Linked DNA regions of Ovis aries: region 1 is linked to region 2. A link is a contact called in public Hi-C data. All regions are on one chromosome and are shown on one strand. Each heading gives the region's core, a stretch centred on a gene start, on an enhancer-like site or on the middle of the called end of the contact. The rest is flanking DNA. Distances are from core to core; before and after follow the strand shown.

Region 1 (5,687 bases), core at 1,145-3,644, 720 kb after region 2:
GGGCTGCTGCGGCCTCTGACTCTCCCTGCTTCCCTTTCCTTTTTAACGCGACAATAATTGATTTAAAATAACTGCCCTGAACTGAATTAGGGCATCCTGCTTGGGGTCAAAGGATTGCTGAAACTCACCTGCTGGGCCCTCCCGGCAGCGCAGAGTGTGTGGGGTGGGGTGGGGGTGGGGGGGGGGGGGGGGGGGGGGGGGGGGGGGGGGGGGGGGGGGGGGGGGGGGAGTATGTGTTTGGGGGTGAGGCGGTTAGGCAAGTGTAGAGGGTGCAGGCTGCGGTTTGTGGGCGGCGCGGTGGCTCAGAGAGGAGAGCCGGTGTTGGGGGGACAGGCGAGGGTGCAGCGGTTTGGGAGCTAGTGGGGAGGCGGCTGGGGTCAGGCGCCTGGACCTCACCTACCGGGGGGGCCACCGCCTGCAGGTGGAGGCGGGTGGGCTCTGCTCAAGTCCAATCCTGCAGTTTACAACCGGTCTCCTTGGATCTGGGGGAACAAACAGCCTCGAAGGTTCCGCAGGCGGTCAGAGGTCAAGCCCTGCCCGAGGCTGGAGCCTCCTGGTGCTCGAGCTGCAGCCGCGCCCCGCAAGAGGCCGCATGGCGCCCGGGGTACCCGGGAGACCGAGACCCGAATGGGATCACCCTGGTCCCTCCGCGATCTGCCCAGCCAACCGGGCTGGGAAGTGGGCCAGGGCGATGGGTAGGCGGTGGTGTAGCGGGGTGGGGGGTAGAGGAGTAGGGTATGGGGTAGAGGAGTGGGTAGGGAGTGAGGGGGAGGTGGGTAGGGGGTGGAGGAGTTTGGGGGGGGGTCGGAGAGGCTGAGGCCTGGAGCTCCGGCCTACCGCGTTCCCCACCCTCCCCGCAGGAAGAGGCACCTGTTGTGTTGACCACCACGGCGGGGCCTCGCACAACCGCCGCCCCCCTCCCCGTGCGCCCACTTCCTGAGCGCCCACCGGTGGCCCCATCTGCACCCCTTCCCTCAAACCAAACGCCAGACACCCTTCTCCACGGCCCGGTGGGGGAGGGTGGACGAGGCCCGTGGAGAAGGGTGTCTGTAGGGCTGGGTCCCAGAGCCTCCTGCCGAGCGCCTCGCCGCTGGGCCCCGCGAGGCGGCCCTCGAGTCCCCTGTTACCTGCGCTACCTGGGCAGCCGCGTGCGCCGCCCGCGCCCCCGGCCTGTGACTGTCTCGTCCCTTCCCGAGTGACAGCGAGGCTCCACGTCCTGCCAGAGGCGGTCTGTCCGGTGACGATCGTTTCCCCCGAGTGCTTTACAACACAAATCCGAAAGAGGCGTCAACTTATTAAAACAAAATAAAAAACCCTTTGGGGGAGGCGGCGGCGTCCTGGAAAAGCACTGGAGGCGCGGGCTAAGCCGCGTCCGAGAGCAGAGAGTCCTGACCCCCAGGCCCGCGGGCCACTGCGCACCCCGGGGCAGAGAGCTCACCTCAGGGCCCTCCTGGCGGCTCGCGACGGAAGCGCCCGGCATCCGGGCCCCGCAGGGCACGCCGGGCGGCGCGGGGCCGGCGGCCAGCCGCGAGGTCCCGCGCGGAGGCTCAGCCCGCGCGGCAAGAACGGACCGGGGGAGGCGGGCGTGAGAGCCGCTCACGCCGCCCGCCGGAGGACCCGGGCCGCGGCGCCTCACCCCCGCCGCATCACCCGTAGCTCCGACCCGGGCACGAGGGTGCGGCGCGCAGTGCGCGGCCGGTGAGGGGGGCCCGGGCCGCTCATCCCCCCCACCCCAAGTGGCAGCGGGCGGCCTCCGCGCGGGTCCTGGCGGGCCGAGCTGGGGGCGGGGCCGGGGGAGGGGGCAGAGCGGCGGGCGGGGGCGAGGGGGGCGGCCGGGAAGGTGGGGGGCGCGGGGGCGGGCGCCGGGAGTCCGCGCGAGTGGGCAGGGGGAGCGCGCACTGCCCGGTGCGGCCGGGCTGCGGGCCGGGGGCTGGGGCTGCGCGAGAGGCGGCTGAGCCACAAAAGCCTGCGCGCCCGGCCTCGCGCTCCCGCCGCCGCTGCGCCCGCCCCTCCCCCGGCGCCCCCGCCCCTCCCCGGCAGCGGCCGGGCGGCGGGAGCGGGCGGAGCGGGCGGAGCAGGGGAGGGGGCGGGCGCCCGGATATGCAGATGAGCCCGTGACGGACAGCTCCGCGTTCCAATGTCCCTCGGAAACTCGAGCGCTCCTTCCTCAACTCCTCACTCCCGACTCCAGACTCCCCCAAACCCCGACCGCCGGCCTGGCGCGCGGCTGCGCCCACCGGCTCCGAGCTGCCGCCGCCGCCGCCGCCGCCGCCGCCGCCGCCAATCCCCTGGCCCGCGGGGCCGCCCGGGCTAGTGCGCGGGCCGGCCTGCCTCGGCTGGCGGTCCCCGCGCCCGCCGCCGCCGCCGCCGCCTCGCGCCCCGGCCGGGCGTGGATGGAGGGCGCCGCGCGCCCTGCCCGCTGCTCGGCGTGACGCGGGCCCCCGCGCCCCGCGCCCACCATGTCCTACCCGCAGGGCTACCTGTACCAGGCGCCCGGCTCGCTGGCGCTCTATTCGTGTCCGGCGTACGGCGCGTCGGCGCTGGCGGCGCCGCGCAGCGAGGAGCTGGCGCGGTCGGCGTCGGGCTCGGCGTTCAGCCCCTACCCCGGCTCCGCGGCCTTCACCGCGCAAGCGGCCACCGGCTTCGGCAGCCCGCTGCAGTACTCCGCCGACGCCGCCGCCGCCGCCGCCGGCTTCCCGTCCTACATGGTAACCGAGCGCGGGCTGGCGGGCGGGGCCGCGAGATGCCGGGCGCAGAGACCCTGGCCTGTGATCGGCGAGCCGAGGGTCGCGGGGAACGTAGTGTTGGGGGGCGGCTCCGAAGTCGCGGAGTTGGGGCCGTGGCGCGGCCGGCGCGGACGAGAGGCGGGGCGGTCGGCCGGCGACGGCCGGAGCGCGGGGCTCCGCGCGCCCTTCCCCTCGGCTGCGGAGGTCATCTCCCCGGGAGCCCGAGAAGCGCGACCCCACTGGGCTCGGGACGGGATCTGGCCTGGGTGGCCCTCTTTCAGGCGCCGAAGCTGGGCGAGGAGTCTTGAGCGGGCCGGGGCTCGCTTCTTCCGGCGCGGGCAGCAAGGGTCGGCGCCCCTGGGCCTCCGGGGCGATCGCCAGGCGCTGGGCACTTTCTCGCGGGGCTTGTGATCACGGGGCTGGGGAAATCAACGGAGCCTCGGCCGCGGCTCCGGGGCCCGGCCGGGCCGCTCGGATCTTCGCCTCCATCTGCCCCACAGGCCCGTGCTTTAGAAAAACATGTCGGCCAGCGTTCGGCCGGCTAAGTGCCGCCTCGGTCCCCGGGCGCCGAGAGCAGCCCCTGCGTCCCGAGCCCCCGGGCCGGCCCGCTCTCCTCCGGCTCCTCGGCCCGGCCAGGCCCGGGGGCTGGCAAAGCGTGTTTTAGACGCTGGAGGCCCGGACGCGGTGGTGGTGGGGGGGGAGCTGGTGGCCACCTCCCGCCCTCGGCGGAATTCCAGAGCAGAGACGGGGTAGCCGGGGCCTCGGCGCTGGCTGTAGAAGTCTCGAATTTAAACGTTAAGGGCTGAATTAAAATGCTAATTGCCGCGTATTTGAAGAATTCGAAACGGTGACTGGCTTCGAGTTGCAAATTGGATTTGCCCAGCTTTAGAGTGGTGAATAGCGGAGCGGGGGCTCTGGGGTGTTTTTTTTAACCATTAAAGGGAGGGGAAGGGGACTAGGAGGAGGCGGCGACTCTTCACACCAGGAGAAATTTAGATATCAAGACGCTACCTGCGGGCCCGTGTGTGCGGGCCTGTTTGTGCACGCACGTACCGGCGGCTCAGGGGCATTCGGGGCCAGATGTGCCATTTTTAGGAAAATGAAATCGTTGGGAAGTTTGGGAATAAAACCGCAGCGCTTTCCGAGATCTACAGCTGGCGTTAAACGACCCTTTGCGTCCTCCGGATCTGTTGCTGCAGGAAGGCGCAGTCCCAGCGCGGGGAGGCACCGTGGGAAAGGCGGCCGCGGGCGGGTGGAGGGGTCGCCGGGGCGCTGACGCCTGTCGGGCCCTCGGACGACCGCTCACCGGGCTCTTGTCGGTTGCAGGGCGCGCCCTACGACGCACACACGACCGGGATGACGGGCGCCATCAGCTACCACCCTTACGGCAGCGCGGCCTACCCGTACCAGCTCAACGACCCGGCCTACCGCAAGAACGCCACGCGGGACGCCACGGCCACGCTCAAGGCCTGGCTCAACGAGCACCGCAAGAACCCCTACCCCACCAAGGGCGAGAAGATCATGCTGGCCATCATCACCAAGATGACCCTCACGCAGGTCTCCACCTGGTTCGCCAACGCGCGCCGGCGCCTCAAGAAGGAGAACAAGATGACGTGGGCCCCCAGGAACAAAAGTGAGGACGAGGACGAGGACGAGGGCGACGCGGCGAGGGGCAAGGAGGAGAGTGCGGACAAGGCGCACGAGGGCACCGAGACGTCGGCGGAGGACGAAGGTGAGCGCGGCCGAGGCGGCGCAGGGGCGCGGAGCCTCCTTCTTCCCAGGCGGGGCGCCGAGCTGAGGCCGGAGAGGAGGCCGCCCACCCGCACAGCACTCCAGGCGCCGCTGCCTGGCGCCTCTGAGGCCCCGTACGAGCAGGGAGGTCAGGCTGCCTGGAGCACGCGGCTCGGGTGGGGTCGGGGTGAGGGATGGCGGGGGCGGGGAGCGGTGGGCAGCGGGGCCTGGGGTGCCACAGACCGTGCCCCCCACCCCGCGCCTCTGCAGGGATCAGCCTGCACGTGGACTCGCTCACCGACCACTCCTGCTCTGCCGAGTCAGACGGAGAGAAGCTGCCCTGCCGCGCCGGGGACCCCCTGTGCGAGTCGGGCTCGGAGTGCAAGAAGTTCGACGACCTGGACGACGACGACGACGACGACGAGGACGAGGACGGCGAGCGGGACCTGGCGCCGCCCAAGCCCGTGACCTCGTCGCCGCTCACCGGCGTGGAGGCGCCGCCGCTGCTGAGCCCCCCGCCCGAGGCGGCGCCCCGCGGGGGCGGGGGCGGCAAGACGCCGCTGGGCAACCGGACGTCGCCAGGCGCGCCGCCGGCCGCCAGCAAGCCCAAGCTGTGGTCTCTGGCCGAGATCGCCACGTCGGACCTCAAGCAGCCGAGCCTGGGCCCGGGCTGCGCGCCGCCCGGGCTGCCGGCGGCCGCGGCGCCCGCCTCGAGCGGGGCTCCGCCGGGCGGCTCGCCCTACCCCGCGTCGCCGCTGCTCGGCCGTCATCTCTACTACACCTCGCCCTTCTACGGCAGCTACACAAACTACGGTAACTTGAACGCGGCGCTGCAGGGCCAGGGGCTGCTTCGGTACAACTCGGCGGCCGCGGCCCCCGCAGAAGCGCTGCACGCCGCGCCGAAGGCCGCCAGCGACGCGGGCAAGGCGGGCGCGCACCCGCTCCCGGAGCCCCACTACCGGCCCCCGGGCGGCGGCTACGAGCCGAAGAAAGGTAGGCGGCCCGCGGGGCCCCGGGGGCGGAGGGGGCGGAGGGGGCGGAGGGTCCCGGCGGGCGAGCACCCCTAGGAGCCGGGAAAGGCAACCGGGCACCTGTAGGTCTGGCTGGGAAAGCCCTGTCCCTGAACCGGGAACGGGGAACGGATGGGAGTTTCTAACTCCCAAGTTAGAAACGAAGGGGGAGCTGGTGAAGACAGAAACGGGGTGGGGGCCAGACGATCCTGACTCGAGA
Region 2 (5,180 bases), core at 653-3,152:
AAGGGAAGGGAACCCCAGGGCCAGGACCAGGAAGAGGGCTCGGCTCAGGAGGGGGTCTCAGGCCCCCAGGGCCCCGGCATCTGGGGAGAGGACCAGGGCCCACCCTGACCTCACCGTCTCCCTCTCCTCCCTCCTCCTCTGGCTTCTGAGCATCCCGGCCGAGTCCCATCGACAAGGACAACTGAAACTTTATAGGGCATGATTCATCGGGTGGCGGCCCCTTGGAGTCACAGCGAGTATTACATTAATCAGTGTCAGGCCTCTAAAACCAAGATATGAATATGAATTCTCCTATCGCAGGCGAGATAAATGTGCTGGTGGTGAATATAATTGATCGAGGGAGGGAGGGAAGGGTGGTGGGAACGATCTCAGAGACCAGCAGGTCATCAGTTCAGACACGGCTTGCAACCCGCTCCCTAAGTCCTCCAACCAGGAATGGGGAGAGGGGGCTGGTCTAGAAAATCGCACCTAGGACCATCTCCCAACACCGCTGCCGGTCTGGAGCAGAGAGAGGAGGTCTGGGAACCAGATTTGTTCTTTCTTCTCTTCCCTCAAATAAGACCCAAGAAAGACAGAAGTGCGCTGTTCGGACTTGTGGGGGTGGGGGGGGTCCTTTCTGTGGGAACCCCGGTGCCTGTGGAGGAGGGAGGCCAAGCCGCCAGCCTTCACCCAGCGGACGTCCATCACCCTTACATGTTCAGGTTTGGTCTCCTGATAAGACAACCGTCAGCCTACGAAACCGTCCTGGGCAGGGGTGGGAGGAAGGCAGGAGTGAGCACCTCTGAACACACAGGAAGTTCCAGAAACACTTCCACGTTGGCTTTAAAGGCAAGGGGGTGTCTAGGTCCACTCCCAGGTATTTCAGGACCTCCCTGTGGGAACCGCACACCCTCGGCGTGCACACCCTTAGGTGGCTGCAGGCGCTGGAGAGATGTAAACAAATAGCCCACAAAGGACAAAAATGCCTTTCAACGCTCGATTAAAAATTCATGTCTAGCTCTTCACTGGAGGAAAAATATAACTCTGAGGCTGGCGACCTGATTTCTTTGGTGGGAGCTTCAGTCCCCAGGAGGGGAGCACAGACCCTTCACAACTTCTGGGCCACAGGGTTCTGATGCCTCAGAACCCCCTGGTGAGCAGTGTGGCCCAGGGATCCCAAGTGTATTGGAGAGAAATAAAGAATGGAAATATGGGTTGAAAGCACAGACGCATGCATGGACCAGCCTCTTTGATTGGGGGGGGGGGGGGGGGGGGGGGGGGTAGGGGTGAAAAGGGTGGAGCTGGGCCAGAAGCAGAGGATTCCAGGGCCCACCCGAATCCCACCTGCAGCCTCCCAGAGGCGTCAAGAGTCTCCCCAAACGCCTTGCCCACCTGGAGAGCAACCTGTCTGTGGGCTGGGAGCTCCAATCCTCATCAGAGGGGCAGAGCACCCCTCCTCCGATGTCGGTAGGTGTGCCCTCTCCCCAGACACAGGATTGGGTACCCTGCTTCCCAGAGGTTAAGGCGTGGGCCCAAGGCTCTGCCCAAGGACTCTGGACTAAGAGCCGAGGGCACGGCTGACCCTTCAAGTCCTAACAAGGAGGACAGGTCAGAGCTCCTCTGCTGATTCACAAAGGGATTCCTGGCAAAGGCCGGAGGGGATTCCTGGCTCACCAACCCACCGTCCACCCCCCACCAACCCCATGCCAGCAGCCTACCCAGCAAGCCCAGCACCGCACGCCCCTCTCAATTTCAAACAACCAGGCGGCGCTCTAAAACACAGAGAAAGCCCTGCACCATCATTCGAGCCTGGCGCCCAAAGCAGAGCCCCAAAGCCAAGGACCCCCAGGACGGACACCTCCATCAGCCCCCCTTCCCGCTCGCAACCCATAGAGGGCGCCTCGAGCACGTCGGTAGGGACGGGACGCGGCTCGACCGCGGAGGCCCCTCGGCTCCGAGGCCCAGCCCCCGGCCGCCCCTGCTCCCCACCCAGGCACTCCCCCAGCCCCCACACGTGTGTTCGCCCCTTCGCGCTCCTTTCAGCCCGGGGGACCCGGCGGGAGCCTCTTCCTTTAGACTGATGGGGGCTGGGGGCGGGGACGCGCTGGACAAGGACGCGGCGCCGGGCCGGGGGGCGGCCAGGGGTTTGCGCCTCCCGTTCGTTCGCTGCGCCAGCGCCCCTTCGGCCGCCGCAGAGGAGCAGCACCCCGCCGGTTTCATCCCCTCAGCCGCGATCCTAGCTGTGGAAAGCAGCCCCGGGGACAACGGGTCCCAGAGGTCTCCAGGGCGAATACGGGGGCCCGGCTGCGGGTCGGGAATGTCCAGCCTGGCACCAGGGACTCGGCCTTGGCCCCAGGGGGCCGACTAACCTCGCGGCCTCCCTCCATCCTCGAGGGCGGTTTTATAAACGTTTGCTTTCTCGGTGCTAACGAATTCAATGCCGAGTGTCCGGCACCCTCTGGAAGCGCAGGTTGTGCCCCCTGCTCCGAGCGCCCAGCCCTGACCGCTGCGGCCCCCCAGGCGCCCGGCCGGCTCTCACCCGCGCGTCCAAGCTCCACCCGCTTTGTTTTCTACCATCGCTCCGGCTGCCTCCCGAGCAGCGCGGCGGCCATCTGGGCGATATTGGCTCCTTGGCTCCCTGGGTGTGCCCAGGCCAGGGCGCCTGAGTTTAAAGGGGCGTCCCTGGAAGACCAAAGCCCGCTCCCCTCTTTGCCACTGTCCCACCCCCACCCCCGCCGCCATCATAGCAGCCCCCTCGCTCAAGCCCAGAGAGCTACCTAGCTGCCTCCCTGGCCTGCCAGCAGGAGTGTTTCAAAAAAGAAAAGAAAAGAAACTTCCAATTTATCCAAGTGCGATTTAGCCAAATAACTAAAAAATAAACTGAAAGCAAAATTTCATACTCCATTATGTCCTCATTCTACCCACGAAATGCCCTGACGCCACAGTGCACCGCTCAGACAACTGGTTATAAATTGATTTCAAATAGGAAGTTCTCCTTTGGGGACAGGATTGAAAATTCTTTTCATTCCCCCGCCCCATCGTTTCCCACTTTAAAAAAAAATCGTTTTATAAACTGCCTTGAATCGAACTCATTTATGTCCTGAGAAAGGCATGCCCAGATAACTCTAAACTGAACTGCCAAACAGAAACTGCCCTGGTAACATTAACAAATTCAACAACCGCGGAAAGGCTGAGAAGCACCGGCCTCGGGGGCGGAAACTCCCCAGGAGCCCCTTTCCCCAGCCAGGGGGAGTAGAAGCCCCCAGTCAGGGAGAGTAGAAGCCCCCCGCCAGGATTTCGGATTCCAGGGTTGAGGACGCCCGCGGCGACGCCCAGCCACACACAGCAGCAGCAGCAGGGGCCACCATTTCGTTTAGTTTATTAGACAAAAATATATGATTTAGACAAGTTCGCTGACGCGCTATTTACAATCTGAAATCACTCTATATACAGGAAGGGGGTGGGGCGGAAGACACAAGCACGTGGTGGGGGCATTTACCGAACCGATAGTGACCCGGAGCACGGTGACAGCCACCGAGCCGCGGGCACAGGCCGGCCGGGCTGCCTGGATGCGGAGCTCCGGTCGGACGAGCCCCTTGCTGCAGAAAGCGACGGATGGGAGAGTCCTCAACTTCGTGGCCAAATCTGTCCTTTGCACCGGTCTGAAATATTTGTCTTAATTCCTCCCTCATCCTTTCCCTCCCAAAGATCTCCCCCCTCCCCCCCGGGGAAAGTCAGAGACGACCCTGGATCAGGCCGACGGGAGCGCTGCTAGAATCCGCGGCGTCCCTTCCGGCGTGGCCAGCGAGCTGCGGGGGGCGGGAAACAGCGAGACAAGAACAGCGCTGTCAGTGGACGGAAGCTGGAACCCGGCCGGGGGACTCTGCCAGCCGAGAGCCCAGAGAGGGGGCGCGGGGTCGCCGGCCGGCGCGGCTCCCGGCTCGGGAGAAACCCGGGTGGACTCCGCCAGCCAGCCGGGGCGCCGCGGGGCTGGAGGACCAGCGCGCGCGCGCGGTCCACATGGGCTGCGCGACCCCGACCCGCGACCCCCGCCCCTCGCCCACCGCCCGGCTGTGAAGGCCCACGGGCACTCACTTGTCGCGCGCCGGCTGGAAGGGCGACTTCAACTGCTGCGCCGGCGAGTCCGGTCTGGGGAGGAGGTCTCTCTCTGGGAGGGAGGGGGAGATACCGAGCTTAGGACCCAGACGGGGGAGGGCTGCCGCGGAGGGGCGCTGGGCCTCCACCCTCCCCGCCCCTGGAAAGTGCCTCCAGAAACACCCCCGACCCCCCAGGGCAGGCCAGCGAGTGAGCCCGGCTATCTTGGGGAGCCGAGGGCCTTGGTCTCCCCTCCTCTACTTCAGACAGGAATCGTGGCTCAACCCCAGCCCAGCGGCCACCGGATCCCACCCTCCCGGGCAGTCAGTGCCCCCAGCCAACGCCCCTCCTGGCCGGTGATCCCCTCCACGCCATCCTCACCGGGCCGGTGCTCCTCTGTACACCCCCCACCCCCGCCAGTGCTCCCCTCTGCCCCGCCACCACCGGGCCACTGATCCCCTCCACCCCCCACCCCTTAGTCCAGGCTCCCCCGGCCCCAGCCCCCTCCCCGGCTAGTGCTCCCCTCTGCCCCCTGGCTCGCCCTGGTTCTCAGATTTCTGGCCTGGGGCAGGGCGGACGCCCCTGGGTGCCATACCTGGGAGCGAGGGGCTGCTACGGGCCGAGGCCTTGTCGCCATGGAGCACCCCCGCGGCCACAGGGACGGGTGGCTGCGGCGGGGGCGGCGCCGACAGGTGCGGGCCGTGCGGCGCGCCCACGCCCAGGAAGGAGCGCACGTTGAGCAGCGAGCCCTGTGCGAGGAACGCGCCGTTGGTCCAGCTGGAGAACTTGCCGATGTGGCAGGTGTACAGTCCGTGGCTGGGCAGGAAGGCGGGGTGCTGCAGCGGCGCGCCCGCGGGGGGCCCGTGCGCGCCGCCAGGGTGGCCGGAAGGCGGCGGCGGCGAGGCCTTGGGCGCACCGTCGGGGCTGGTGGCCGTCTCGGCCAGCGACCAGATCTTGGGCTTGCTGTTCGGCGCGCCCTGCAGGCCGCCTGCCGCCGCAGCGCCGGGGCTCAGCAGGAGCGTGCTGCCGGGCTCCGGGAGCTCCTTGGCCATGCCCAGGGGCGAGTCCGGGGGCTTGAGTGCGTCGGCGGCCGCCAGCGGCGAGCC

What was found. Hi-C and Micro-C count contacts between places; a contact is called where the count stands out from the background.
Region 1: a Hi-C map of hypothalamus shows a contact between it and region 2, with 8 times the contacts expected there. The contact joins the promoter of IRX2 here to the enhancer-like site in region 2. A contact is called at or near these places in 2 of 16 Hi-C or Micro-C datasets (hypothalamus and skin fibroblasts).

What each region holds. Positions count from the first base shown.
Region 1 is chr16:70,118,501-70,124,187 of ARS-UI_Ramb_v3.0, forward strand. It overlaps IRX2 (iroquois homeobox 2), which reads left to right and starts at 2,395. Exons shown (of 5, transcript XM_042233962.2): 1 at 2,395-2,708; 2 at 4,053-4,458; 3 at 4,782-5,450. The coding sequence starts at 2,460. It overlaps LOC121816827, which reads right to left and starts at 1,861. Exons shown (of 5, transcript XM_042233960.2): 1 at 1,439-1,861; 2 at 1,137-1,260; 3 at 401-482.
Region 2 is chr16:69,394,124-69,399,303 of ARS-UI_Ramb_v3.0, forward strand. IRX1 (iroquois homeobox 1) reads right to left here. Exons shown (of 4, transcript XM_027980182.2): 2 at 4,670-5,180; 3 at 4,075-4,147; 4 at 3,342-3,788. The coding sequence ends at 3,731. Among named protein-coding and RNA genes, the nearest start is that of IRX1, 6.4 kb to the right of the region's middle. Within about 2 kb of position 1,903, at least 3 of the 54 cell types and tissues checked have an H3K27ac peak or open chromatin away from gene starts, as enhancers often do. A contact at or near this core is called in hypothalamus, where this site is marked.